Regions from separate parts of the Sus scrofa genome. Here all the other regions are linked to region 1. Evidence: chromatin contacts called from public Hi-C and promoter capture Hi-C data. All regions are on one chromosome and are shown on one strand. The core of a region is the stretch at or near the end of the contact, and the rest is flanking DNA. Distances in the headings are between cores, read along the strand shown.

Region 1 (2,592 bases), core at 26-2,525:
GTTTCTTGCCTCCGCAGGCCGTCGGGCTCCAAGTGCGGCCGCCGGAGCAGGCACCCCCCGGGGGGTCTCCGGCACCGCCCGCGGCGCTCTCCACCTTAATGAGCCGGTGCTTGGGGGAGATGTAGCGCACCTCGGCCGGCGTGGCGGGCCGCCGTTCGCTGCTGCTGCGGTAGAGGTGCGGGGAGCCAGAGGACGAGGACGAGGACGCGGCGGCGCCCGCGCCGGAGGAGGCACAGCAGCAGCCCGAGGCGCCCGACGCGGACGAGGCCGAGAAGGCGCGCTGGCCCCCGCCCGGCTCCCCGCCGCCGCAGTAGTCCAGGCGGCACATGGCTCGCAGTTTGCGCAGCGACGAGCCGGGCCCGTTGTAGGGGTCCTCAAAGTCGCGCTCCTTCTGTGCGCGGTAGGCACGGATGAGATCGCTCGTGCTGCCGCTGTCGTCGGGCAGAGACCCGGACGAGGCCGAGAAGCAGGAGGCGGCGGCCGTACCGCAGGACGCCGAGGCGGCCGCGGGGGCCTGCGGCACGGCCTGGGGGGGCTGCGAGGGCCGTTCGCCCCGGCGCCGCTGCTCGCGGTAGTCTGGCCGCGGCGGCTGTGGGGGGCTCTTGGTCTTGCTGTTGCCCAAGCTGAAGTACTTGTTCAGCCACTTGGCCATGGCGAGAGGCCGCCTAGGGCCGCGGCGCGGGAGCCCGGTCCGCCGCCGCGGCCATTCGGGGGGCAGCGCTGCCTCCCAGGTCCCACGGCGCCCCGGCCCCGGCGAGGGGCGTCCGGGGCGCCTGCTCCCGACGCCAAGTTCAAGTTCTCTCCGCCGCCTCCTGCCGGCCGCTCCCGGGCTCCGGCAGCTGCAGCACCGCCCTCCGCCTCCGCCGCGCGCCTCCTGGGCTTCGGATCTCTCGCCCCTCGCGGGCGCGTCTCATGGGATCCCGGCCCCGGCCCCAAGGAGAGCGAAAGGCCCAGACGCCCCCCTCCTCGGACGCTCTGGCAGTGCGCTCCGCCGCGGAGCGCGCTCCTGTCCCGTCGGAGCCGCAGGCTCCGCCTTGGCCGGGATCCGCCGCTGCTGCGGGAACTTGTCGGCTTCCTCGGTCCCCCCGCCCCTTTCTTCCTTCCCAAGAGTGGTGGGGTGAGCCCGGCCCCCGGCCGGCAAGCAAGCAGGCGGGAGAGCGAGCGAGCGACGGAGGGAGGGAGGGAGGGAGGCAGCCGGCGCCCGCCCGAGCCCGCGCGCCCGTGCCCGTCCCGGCGGCGCCTGCCGCTGCCGCTGTCGCCGCCTCCCGAACCGCCGCGTGTGTGACACTCTGTCCGCCAGAGCCCGCCCCGCGCCGCGGCCCCGCCCTCCCCGGGCTTGTGCGCGCCCCGCCCCCAGCCCGCCCCCGCAGGCCCCGCCCCGCCCACCCCCACCAGCCCTGCTGCCAGACCTCGGCCCTGGCCCTACCCCGCTAGCGCCCAGGTCCTCGGCTGGAGTACTTCTCTCCCTTTCAGCAAGCGCCACCTCCCGCGGCCGCCTCGGCGCCAGTCCCCGGGTCGCGCCTGAGGGCGCCGGGGTCCTGCGGCGCAGCCAACCCCGCCTCACTCGCGGCCCGCCGCCGCCTAGGGCGAGAGGTTGCCAGCCTGAGCCTGCTGTGCGCAGAAGCCAAACCCTCCCTTGAGATCCACGCGCCATGCTACGCAGGGATCCCCACTGTTGGGGACATGGGACATTTTTAGTTAACAGCTTGATCCACTTGGAGGAAATGCGGTGCCAAGGCCCCTTAGGAACAGGGTGCCTATCCCCTGCTTAAAGACACGAAGACTCCCGTTCCTCCCCCTGTGCCAGATCATCGGAAAAAATCTTTATGCTAATAAGTGTTTTAGCAATCCAGATGAAGGATGCAGCCAGGATAGGTGGCAGGGGCCCGGCTCCGCACCAATGGGAGAGCCAACCTGAGAGGTCGAAATGTTTGCTTACCTTTTCACTTCTGAGGAAGCCATGGCTTTAACCCAGCTCACAGCCAGCTTGGCAGAATGAACTGTTGGAACATTTAATGCCTAAAGTTGTAGGAGCTGGCAAGGCTCCGTTTAATCCAGGGCTCTCACTTTACATGATGGAGATACTGAGGCTCAGAGCAAGGTCACCCAGGTGGGCCTGAATGCCAGCTAAGTAGTCTGATGGTGCCGAAATTGTGTCATTTCCCATCGTTCTTTGATTATTAAAATGAGGAAACTGAGGTCGAGTCAGGGGCATATCATGGTCGAGTCAGGGGCATATCATGCTCAGTGAAGCTTTCCCTGGGAGGCAGATACGCTCTCCAGAGACTGAAGAACTGCCTGGAAAGGAAGTAAATGCACTAGAGCTCCTTTGAATTTGGCTGGTCAAGCCCCAGAATATGACATACCCTGATGGGTAAGAACTGAGATCTGAGAAATTCTCTAAAAATGCTGATTTATTAGGATGGTTGTCCAAATCATTAATTATCTCCACTTGCAACATGTACATTACAGATGGGCTTTGGGAGAATCTACTTTTTCCTATATCCTATAGGAAAATTGGCACCTGAAAAACCAGGGAGCAAGGCCACTGGCTCTTTTGGTCAGGACTGGAGGTGGAGGTCAAACTCTCAG
Region 2 (2,592 bases), core at 39-2,538, 490 kb before region 1:
GTCTCTTCCTCTTCATCAAGGACCTACTAACATACAGCAAGGAACAAGGAAAAGAACACTGAACTGAAAATGAGACGGAGGGGCAAAGTGCTTCTCAAATTCCTATCAGTAAAACTAGAAAACTGATCTATAAAACTGCATCCAGATCTAATATTGTGTGCTGGTAATTCTGATAATTTGCGTAAGTGCCCTCTAAATGTGGAGTTCTTATTTGCAAAGTGGACAGAGATTTATGTCCTGCCTCTCCCAGGGCTATTGTGAAGATCAGGCAGTGCAAATAGTTTCTATCAAAAATAAAATCGAATAAACTCTCAGGTATTATCATCAGTCCTATTAGGAAGTTTCCACTGTGGCCCAGTGATTAACACATCGGGTTTGTTTCTGTGGAGGCGCGGTTCCAGCCCCGGTCCAGAGCAGTTGTTAAGGATCCGGCTGTTACTGCAGCCGTGGCATAGGCTGCAGCTCTGGCTCAGATTAGATTCCTAGCCGGGTAACTTCCATATGCCTCTGTGTGGCCAAGAGAAAAAAAAATTAATCCTATTAACTCATACTCTTTTTTCGTCATTCTTTTAAAATAGCAATTATTTACTCCGCCCTCCATACAAATAAAAGGAACAAAACCTTTTGGATTTCAGAGGTCAGCAATAATGGAAGGAAACTTGGCAGCGAGTAAAGAATTCTGGATTCTAGGTCAAGATCATTCACCAAATCGCTGAGTGACCTTGAGCCTGCCATTTATCCACTCTAGACACAAGTTTTTCTGTGTGCAAAACGAGGTAGCTGCTCTGGGAGATAACCCTTGAGGCGCTTTCATTTCAAACGGTCGGGCTGGGTGATTACCCTGGACCGTGATTCAACCTCGAGGTCCAGGTCGCCGCGTGCCCTAAAACACTCCAGCCCTCACAAGCAGATCCTAACCGCGTCGCGCATGCGCCCGCTGCCCTCGACGTGCACGTCCCTTGCGCCCAGCGACCGCTTAGTTTAGTTCAAGGCCCCCAAAGGCCAATGGGATCAAAGTTGGAGGGCAGTGTCCGCGAGCTCCCTGTTAGTTTCACGGCCACAGCCTGAAAGGACACTCACTGACTCGCAGCAGGGCCACATAGATGAGGAAGTTCCGTATGGAAGAGATCACATCCTCACGCATCTTCCGTTTCATCTCCTCAGGGTCCAGCTTCGGCGCGAGGCCCTCGATCCGGAACATCGCGGCTCTGCCTCACCAATTCCAGTGGTCGCGCTCTGCAATTCTCAGCTTCCGTGTGGCGCCCGGAACTCGACCCAATCCCATTTCCTGTTCCCGCCCCTCGTTTTCGACTCCTGCGACGGGAGCCTGCGAAGGACAAAATTCATCCTTACATTGACTTGTTCTGAAGGAGGGCGGCCTGAAGGGGGCACACGCCATCTTAGCGACGCGCGACTCGGGTTCCTGCAGGCTCCTGTCTTGAGCCCCGCGCGTGGAGCGGCAAAGTGGTTTTGCGCCTCGGAGGGGGAGGTGCACTTAGGTACCATCTTAAATAATAATAGTTAGCATTTATTAAATACGCAGTACATTTCTACTCATGAATTCGATATTATTATTTTCATTTTCTAGATAAGAAAATTAAAGCACAGAGATCTTTAAAACAACTTGCCCAGATAGTGTTTAAAATACCTCAGGGGGAAAAAAAAGGGTTGGGAAAGAGAGATGAAAGGATATTAGCAAAATATTGAAAATAACTTAGGTGGTGATTAGTGTATCATTTCAGTTAATTATTCCAGTCTTTTATTATGAATAATTTTGAACTTTTTAATGATGAGCTAAAATAAAAAGACAAAGATGATGACATTTGCTCAAGGTACACAACTAGTCAATTCTGAGCAGGGTTGTGTACCTAGTTAGACCAGTAGGGTCCCAGACACATAGTTTTTAACATTTTACGTTTTATTATTGTCATCTCATTTTCAGTGTTAACTGATCATCACAAATTACAGTATTGGCCCAGTGATACAGTGTATATAAATCAAGTTTAGATCTGTTCAACATTCTACAGATAAGGACAGAGAGGTTTAGAAACCCAGTGTAATTCCTAAAGTCTTTCTACTAATGATGGGCAGAGGCAGGGTTCTAATGCAAATAATTATAATATTAAATTGAATTCTCTTTCCCCTGCACCCTTTTGTTCCTCTGTTAGTCTTTATTAGCTATTAGTGCCTGCTTGGATGGGCATCTCTGGAAGCAGAAGGTAGGAATTTAATGCAACCAGATTTCCTGTCACGGAATGATCAAAACAGTTGTTAGAAGGCTGCTGCCCCAAATTATGCATGCCAACTAGCCATATATAATTCTCAGACACGAACCAGATGACTGACTTGCTCACATAATTCAAGACCAGAATGCTCCTTCTAGACTGTACATTGCATAGCAACAATGGATTTTAGATAAATTTGAACAGTAATTTACTATGGAAGCAACAGATAACTCTTAAATCTTGCTCTTCCCCCCCCCCCAACCCCCTGCCTTCCTGATTGACAGAATGTAACACATTGAGTCAAGAAAGGGAACTCATTTGCTTATTCAGGCTTTAGTAACCTCTTGCATCTATAATTCATGCAGTG
Region 3 (2,592 bases), core at 62-2,561, 280 kb after region 1:
AGGACTTGACCTTCAGGACTGACTCAGAACAAGATGGATAGAGTCCACCAGCCTTGTTACCCTCTGAGACCACTTTGGGGGCTATTTAGCTCAAGACACAGTCCTTAGGCCATGATTTAAAGAGCAGGGAACAAGTAGCTGGAGTCAAGGAACCACAGCTGCAGCAGGCATCTCATACCCAGGGAGCTGGAGAAGAATGCAGAAAACCTCACATTTCTGCCATCATACTAGTGATGACCCAAAGGCAGCAGGACTGTACCCTCCACCTGCCACATGTGGCAGTGGTACTGCTAATCGGCACCACCTAGTTTACATTCAGAACTCTAGCTGCAAATGAGGCTGGGGGCCTGCTCAGAGCTTCCTAACTTCTCCAACCAGGAGGGTGCAGTGGAGGTGGAGCCGGTGGAAGACGGCAGGTTCAGGAATTAGCATCCCGTATGGCAACAACAAATGGAAACAGTCTCCATGTCCATCAACAAGCCATCTTACCACACAATTCTAGGCCACCCGGGAGAGGATGATGTTGCCATTTAATTAATTAGTGACACCATAAAAGGTTCAGAGTAAATTGCTTTTAAAAGGCAGCAAAAAAGAAGTCACCATATGATTTCATTTTCATTAAAAGAGTTTTTGAACAATGCAGAGGAAAAAAGTATCAGCAAGATGGATGGTAACGTTTGGGTGAAAGGATTGAAGATAATATTTTTTTCTTCTTGGAACCTTTTCTGTGTTTTCAAAGCTTTCTGCATTGTGCATATATTCTTGGTGTCCTTAGCCCCACCCCACCCCCGCTCCAATGCAGCTTTTAAAAGCTCAAATATAAAATCTACTGGGAAAAAGAGCAGTGAAGGTGGAAGACAAATTAGTGAACCAAGGAAAAAGAAGTGAGAGAGAGGGAAAGGCACAGAAGAGGCTAAGGAGAGCCTCAAGGATAGGAACTCAGGAGTTCCCTTGCTGGGCATCCTAGGTTAAGGATTCCAAGTTGTCACTGCAGCGACTTGAGTTGCTGCTGTGGCGCGGGTTCTATACCTGGCCCTACCTGGCCGGGAACTTCCACAAAACTCGGGCACTGCGCGCGGGGGCGGGGGAGAATGGTAACCTAATAAGGTGCATTGTGTGCAAAGGAGAAAGGAAAAATACAGTTGGGGCCCAGGCTCCCATTGATGTGTGACCTTTGAAGTCCTATCGTTTCTGGATTTTTGTTTCCGCGCCCAAACGTGCGTCTTAGGACCCCTAGCTCTGCGTGGCGATGCCTGAGAAGGAGCGCTTGCATGGTGCGGAATATTCGCAGGGATAGGGGGCCACTAGACCTTGAGAAGGGTAGTGAGCTAGCAGCACCCCCCCCCCCCCCAATCCTGAAGGCATAGAACAGCCAGCGCTTGGGGGTAGGAGCGGCGTTGGCCGCGCTGCGGAAGGTCTGCGGCGCCCTGGGCGCAGGCGGAGCCTCATTGGCTGCTGAGCTTCGAACTACGCGGAGGCGGGGCCTGTGGCGAGCCCCGGGCCGGTGGCCAGACTAGACCTGGGGGAGTCGGATCCCAAAACAGACCGCGAGCTCCAGCCTGCTGCAGGTAACTGGCGCCCCTCTCTCCTCGGCCCCCACTTCTCACGGACTGGCCACGACTCCCTTCGCTGCAACGCAGGCTTCCTCCCTGGGTCTCGGCTTCCCGATTTGGGGGCCCGCCTTTCCGCCCGAGGGAACGCTGTGGGAACCTCTTCCTGCTTCCCACCCCGCCTCCCACACCGGGTCTCTGGGTGGCGCCGGAGGGGCCCTGAAGACACAGACCTTTGAAACCTCAAATCTTCCCGGTTACCTTGACCTCGTCGCTCCCCGCCACTGGGCCCACTGTAGTAGAGAGCCCCGGATTGTAGCTGTGAGGCCAGTACACGCACTCCCTCCAGCAGAAAGGATAAGGTGGGCGCTACCCGGTCCTCGATGACCCAGTGGGCACAGTGGGCGCTAATAAAAGAGTTGTCCGTAGGAGGGGGGAAACACAAAGATAGGGCTGTGGGAATCCAGGCTGAGGCTCCTATTCTTACTTGCTGTGTGTCCTCAGTGAGTCCCAGAACCTCTCTGATCCCCAACCTTCTTCCAGAATGGGTTGTCATCATCAACCTAAATTCTCTTGGGGCTTCTAGAAGCCTCAGGTGAATTGATTGCTCAGAAGATGGCCTGCAGACTGTAAAGTATGATGTTCTGTGAGCACTTCTCTACCCACATGATGGTGGAGGCCCCTGAGGCGACCCCAAGTAGGTCCCTAGAATAGAAACAGCCTTGGCTGTGCATGAAAGTAGCCTTGCCAACCTTGGTCTGTGATCAATCCTCTTGCCCTCTTTAGCCCCCTCCACCCCTACCCCGTGGATTGGTTAACCCCCCCATCCACCTTATCCTGACCTCCCCAGGGACTCCTCCCTCCTCAGACGCAGGCCTAATGGATGCAAGATCGCTTCTGTCCCAGCGTGGGTCAGAGTCCTGAACAGAGTGAACCCTGCATGCACCCCTGTCAGGTCTGCTGGCTCAGCTTCTCCCCAAGGGATGGCTTCCTAGGAATCTTTCATTTGTGTGGGGCTGGGGACTTAGCTGGGGCCTTGTTT
Region 4 (2,592 bases), core at 70-2,569, 280 kb before region 1:
GTGGTTTGTTTGCATAAGTCCCTGTGACATCTACTCATTGAGCCTGGTTCTTTGGGACCCTCAAAGACAAGTCTGCGGCTCCTTGACTTTTGGAGTTTTGAAGATAATGACGTGTCTCACAGCCCTTATCCCCTTATGTGACAAGATCTCCAAAATCCTTTCCTGGTCGCCCATCTCGGGTCACTTTACAGTTGTTCACAGTCCCCCTAAAGGAGTTGCGGAGGGTAAGCACAAGACTACGGTAGCTGTAGGCTAGCCTTAAAAGAGGGCTCCAGGGTCCCTTCTGTATTTCTCTCGAGGAGTCTTCCCAGCCCTCTCCCGGCCGTCCCACCCCTTCGGAGACCCGGCTCACCCGCTTCTGCTGCGAGTCCACCCAATAGACGCCACTGCCGCCGCCGCCGCCGGCCTCCTTGTGACGGAGGCGGCCGCACTTGGTGACCAGCAGCCGGTCGCCACAACGCCGCAAGCCCGGGCCACACACCACGCGCACCCGCGGGCGCGCTCCGGCGTTCAGGCGCAGCGGTCGCTCCCCTGCACCTCCTGGGCCTTCTCCGTCCTCCTGCTCAGGCAGCAGCAGCTCCTCACCCGGGAGCACCACCTGATCCAGCACTGTACGGGCTGCCCGCGCCCTGCAACCAGCAAAGGACTCCGCAGCATGAGCGGCTGGCTCAGCCATAGCGAGTGTAACTAAACAGTTTCCGGCTTCCGGGTCCGCGTCCAATCGCCAGGCCACCCAAAGCTTTCCGTTTCCGGCAGCACAGGCCTGTGGGACTTGAAACTACTGCAGTGATGCCTGACAGTTCTGTGCTCTCAGAGGTTGCCCCAAGGTAGCTATGATTGTCTCTAGCCGGCCGCTAATCCTGCGGTGGTCAGCAGGAGAAACGCGCAGCTTGAGTCTGTCGCGGAGCCTCCACTTCCGGTGTCTCGGATCGGACGGTGCGATACGAGACGGCGCCACCTTTGGTTCCCGGGGAGCCTTAGGAACTGAGCAGAGGTCCTTCTTGAGTTGGCTCTCCTTTCTGACTCTGCCCTCAAAAGGACCTTTACGAGGAAAAGTGTTTTCTTTTTCAGTATGAAATCTTTTTGGGTTTTGCTTGAGAATATATCTATTCACATAATGGAAAACATAGAGAAGAATAAGAACATAAAACGTGTTAGTCTTGCCGCCCGTTTGTCTCCCTTGCTAGATTGTCAGCTAGTTCCCATTGTTTGTAGCGCAGGTCCTGGCACGAAGTAGGTAATACCCGGTGAATAAAAGGAAGAATGAATGTTAACATTTTGATGTGCATTTCTACCTAGGCTTTTTTCCTCCCTTCGAATAGATACATATTGCATGCATATTTCCACATAATTGCGCTACCCCTAGCTGGCTTAGAAAAATCGCTAATGGCAGTTAAATCCTTGCTACTGCTTTCCCTGGAGCTAGCTTTAGTTGCCTATGTGAAAAGCAGTTGAATTCCAAATCAATAGCACATCAGCTCTGTTCTTCTGATTTTCAGGACTCTCACTTGAAATCATTTTCCAGAGTTCTCACTCGGGGCCTTGCTGTGACACAGATTCCATCCCTGGTCCAGTAACTTGCACATGCCTCGAGTGCGGCCAAAAAAAGAAAAAAAATTTTAAATCACCGTTTCCTCTGTCAACTGGCACCTCCAATTAGCCTTAGCCAAATAATCGTAGGAGTCAGAGCTCCTGGGGATTTGGGAGGGTGTGGCTCTGATCATATTTAAAAGAGATTACCTCTAATATACTCTCCATACTCTGTAAGATACTGGTGAGACACCTAAATAAGATACCAGAGGTCAACTGAAATGTAATTTTTGTTGTTTGTTTTGTAGTCAGTTGCTGTAAAAACAATCTGGTTGGTTACCTTTGCAGAAAGGATGGTGTAGATTATTTTTCTCTCCTCCCTACTCCAACCCAGTTCCTGAAGACCTGAATCCAGTAGGTATTAGGTGACCAAGACTAACTCAATCACGACTGGGCCAAGACCATGCCTGAATTGTGCTCAGTGACATTGGGTTACAGCCTGAGAGGTCAGGAAACGATCCCTGGATGGCCTCTCAGGCATCAGTAGAGGAGTCTCTGTCAGGAACTCAGCCCAGATACGGCTGAGGAGTCCTAACAAGGGCACTTCTGTGGGGGTGGCACGTGGGCACGCACATCCCTAAGTCCACAGACCAGAGGCCTGGAAAAGAGTGGTTACCTGAGACAGGAAGCTGAGGCCGGGAGGGGCGGGTCGAAAGTACCTCGTGGGCGGTGCTCTGCGCGACCCTCCCAAAAGGGCGTGCCCAGAGGGTGGGACGCTGGAAGGCACCCGGGAGGCGGGAAGGCAGCCTGGCCTGGGCACTGCGTGTCACCACGTAGGTGCTTCGCCGCCGCGGAGCCGTGTGGCCACTGGTGAGTAAGCGCGAAATGGGAGCAGCGGGCAGGCCCTGCATGCGGTTGCGTGGGAAGCCGAGGCCATTAGCAAGTGTGCGGAGTCCGGCTAGGAGCCGCGAACCCTGACGGCGGCACTAAGTGAGGCGTTGGGCCGCGATTGCGAAGTTCTTGTTTCCGAAAGGCGTGCTCAATGTTTTCTGGCTGTGAAAG
Region 5 (2,592 bases), core at 64-2,563, 260 kb after region 1:
CTGTAGCTCCAGTTCAGCCTCTAGCCTGGGAACCTCCATATGCCACGGGTTCAGCCCTAAAAAGACAGAAAAGACAAAAAAAAAAAAAAAAAAAAAAAGTAGGAGTTCCCGTCGTGGCGCAGTGGTTAATGAATCTGACTGGGAACCATGAGGTTGCAGGTTCGATCCCTGGCCTTGCTCAGTGGGTTAAGGATCCGAGGTTGCCGTGAGCTATAGTGTAGGTCGCAGACACAGCTTGGATCCTGAGTTGCTGTGGCTCTGGCTTAGGCTGGTGGCTACAGCTCCGATTCAACCCCTAGCCTGGGAACTTCCATATGCCGCAGCAGCGGCCCAAGAAATGGCAAAAAGACCAAACAAAACAAAACAAAACAAAAAAAACCCTCGCACTGACACGGATCTGTTTACATGCATGTCCCCATTAGTAGAATGTCCTTTCAACAAGAGCTGGGTAGACTCAGCTTTTATCACAGGGCTCTCAGGAACAGAAAGATGCTCAATAAATGTGGGTGGAATTGAACTGGATTTTCACTGGAGCCCACCTGACCCTGGAAATTGGTGGACAGGTGATGCCCTATCAGGGTGGTGGTGTGTATCATCTCTGCAATGGTTTCCGGGGAGTCAGGCAGACAGACAAAGTGTTTCCATCCCAGCCGGGGGTGGGGTGGGGGACGACAAGGTCAGACTCTTAGGAGGAATTAATAATATCCAAGGAATTCCTCTGGAACAGCAGGGGGGAATAAAGATTCTTCAAAGAAGGCCTAATAGTGAATTCTCTGGATTTTCCAGCTAATTTGAAGGTACCTACTTGGAACATTTTCTTGTCAGAAAAGATTTTAAAATACATTCATTCAGTGTGACATGATAATTGGGCCTGGCTGCCTGATGAATGCCTTTTATCTGTTCCTGAGCTATTGTTCCCTGGGATCGAGCTGATGGGCTGGAACGGGCACTTTGTTAAGTGCATAAACAGAGCTACTCGCGATGATTTCTGGCCATGGGATGCAATGGGGTCTCAGAAAGATGCCGCTGGGGGCTTGAAATGACAAGGTGTCTGAGAAAAAAGGAACGTTAGAGAGCAGAGAAGGCAACTTCCTCCTTGTTCCCCTGGGGAGACCGAGGCCCAGGGAGGGGCAGGATCTGCCAGTACCACGTGCCAGGGAGGGGGCAGAGGTGGGTTGTGGACCTGGCAGTTCTTACCTAGAAGACAAGCCTCTCCCTCCTGTCTACAAGACTTCTGTAGAGAAGACACAGCAATGGCCAGTGTATGTCTGTGCCACTCACACTCCCACTTGATCCTTTGCCTGTTGCCCGGGGAACACCTGTTTCTTGCCAGGATGTGGCTGTGTGGAGCACAGTGCATTTCTGACAGCTGCCTCTTCTCAGCTATACAATGCTGTTATCGAAGCAGCTCTTTTCACAGGCCCTTTTCCCTTTCTCCTTCTTTTTTTAATCCTTTCTTTTATTTTAATGCCTTTGTCTTTTCGAAGGCAAACTTCCAGCCTTGGCCATCTGATAATCACTTGCAAAGACTCTATGCTTCTGTATCATCCTTTCTGAGAAGAAAGGACTGGTTTGGACTTACTGTTTGCCTTTACACAATATTATGGCTTACATTGATTTTTCTATTGAAATTTCTTTAGTATTTTTTTTTTTAAACCAGTTTTTGTTTTAGGGTATCTCGGAGAACTCCACATGTTAGTAAATTGTGACTTGGGTTCTCTGCTTTGTCAGAGCAGGGTGGCTATTTCTCTCTTTAAAAACTCAATGAACTGCCTTTCATTAACATTTAACGAATAAAACCGTTCCATCGGGAGTATGAAGTTGACATTTCCATTGTTTTCCTTAGAAAACACCTCGATGTTAATCATCCCTCAAGGGACTTCATTTTCCACAAAAGTAAGATAACAAAGGCCCAGGGTAGGTGTGCTTGTAGGTGCACTTGTACTGTTTAGACATGAATGCGTGTCTGTGTTTTCATGCTTATGTCTGTGTCTGAATGTGTATTTACAATACCACCCATGTGACCGTATTTGTCTGCCAACGTGTAATTGGCCATGTGTATGCCTAGGTTTGTGGTGGTGGTGGTGGTGGTGGTGGTGGTGGTGTGTGTGTGTGTGTGTGTGTGTGTGTGTGTAGGTGAAATGTGTGGATCTGAGTGTATATGGATACATGCATTGTGTGTCTCTGTATGTCTTCTGGCCATGTGACTATGCTCATGAGTAGATGTTTTCGTGCACATGTGCCGGTGCGTATGTATGTACACATCTGTGTGTGATGATTTGTGGGTTTGTGTATCCTTGTGTCTGATTGTAGGCACGTGTGGGGATGTCTTTGTCCCTGTTTCTCTACTTGAGTGTTTGCAGGAGAGGATGCCCAGATATGTGTTCAGAGCCTCCTATACGCATGTACACAGTACCCTCTAGTGGACATAAAAAGAATGCATCCCCCAAACCCCCACCAAAAAAAGCAGGACCCGAGTCACCTCTTTTCCATGCTAGTCTCTGGCTAGGCTTAGGACAGAGTTTCCAGGATAGTCCTTGAGAGGCAAGGGAGGGTAAGGCTCCCACTTCACAGGGAACTCCCTGTGGGGTT

The links. Promoter capture Hi-C pulls out the DNA fragments that hold promoters and counts their contacts. Hi-C and Micro-C count contacts between places; a contact is called where the count stands out from the background.
Region 2: a contact with region 1 is called in a Hi-C map of liver, with 6 times the contacts expected there. The contact joins the promoter of TOMM5 here to the promoter of SHB in region 1. A contact is called at or near these places in 1 of 5 promoter capture datasets (fetal liver) and 4 of 47 Hi-C or Micro-C datasets (embryonic fibroblasts, heart right ventricle, liver and 1 more).
Region 3: a contact with region 1 is called in a promoter capture Hi-C map of liver, with 4 times the contacts expected there. The contact joins the promoter of ALDH1B1 here to the promoter of SHB in region 1. A contact is called at or near these places in 4 of 5 promoter capture datasets (fetal liver, fetal skeletal muscle and liver), 6 of 47 Hi-C or Micro-C datasets (epiblast stem cells, liver, retroperitoneal adipose tissue and 1 more) and 1 of 2 datasets of contacts at active chromatin or transcription factors (skeletal muscle).
Region 4: a Hi-C map of embryonic fibroblasts shows a contact between it and region 1, with 1.5 times the contacts expected there. The contact joins the promoter of EXOSC3 here to the promoter of SHB in region 1. A contact is called at or near these places in 2 of 47 Hi-C or Micro-C datasets (embryonic fibroblasts and epiblast stem cells).
Region 5: a contact with region 1 is called in a Hi-C map of fetal skeletal muscle, with 2.7 times the contacts expected there. The contact joins the enhancer-like site here to the promoter of SHB in region 1. A contact is called at or near these places in 1 of 5 promoter capture datasets (fetal skeletal muscle), 8 of 47 Hi-C or Micro-C datasets (fetal heart ventricle, fetal skeletal muscle, fibroblasts and 4 more) and 1 of 2 datasets of contacts at active chromatin or transcription factors (skeletal muscle).

The regions. Positions count from the first base shown.
Region 1 is chr1:238,825,149-238,827,740 of Sscrofa11.1, forward strand. It overlaps SHB (SH2 domain-containing adapter protein B), which reads right to left and starts at 1,276. Exons shown (of 6, transcript XM_021066254.1): 1 at 1-1,276. The coding sequence starts at 652.
Region 2 is chr1:238,331,778-238,334,369 of Sscrofa11.1, forward strand. It overlaps TOMM5 (mitochondrial import receptor subunit TOM5 homolog), which reads right to left and starts at 1,289. Exons shown (of 2, transcript XM_003122021.5): 1 at 1,081-1,289. The coding sequence starts at 1,201. It overlaps LOC102165621 (a long non-coding RNA gene), which reads left to right and starts at 1,408. Exons shown (of 3, transcript XR_301353.3): 1 at 1,408-1,499.
Region 3 is chr1:239,108,503-239,111,094 of Sscrofa11.1, forward strand. ALDH1B1 (aldehyde dehydrogenase X, mitochondrial) reads left to right here and starts at 1,312. Exons shown (of 2, transcript XM_003353586.5): 1 at 1,312-1,568.
Region 4 is chr1:238,540,437-238,543,028 of Sscrofa11.1, forward strand. EXOSC3 (exosome complex component RRP40) reads right to left here and starts at 1,320. Exons shown (of 4, transcript XM_001929006.4): 1 at 353-1,320. The coding sequence starts at 676.
Region 5 is chr1:239,085,573-239,088,164 of Sscrofa11.1, forward strand. No RefSeq gene overlaps it. Among named protein-coding and RNA genes, the nearest start is that of ALDH1B1, 23 kb to the right of the region's middle. Within about 2 kb of position 1,314, at least 5 of the 83 cell types and tissues checked have an H3K27ac peak or open chromatin away from gene starts, as enhancers often do. A contact at or near this core is called in fetal skeletal muscle, where this site is marked.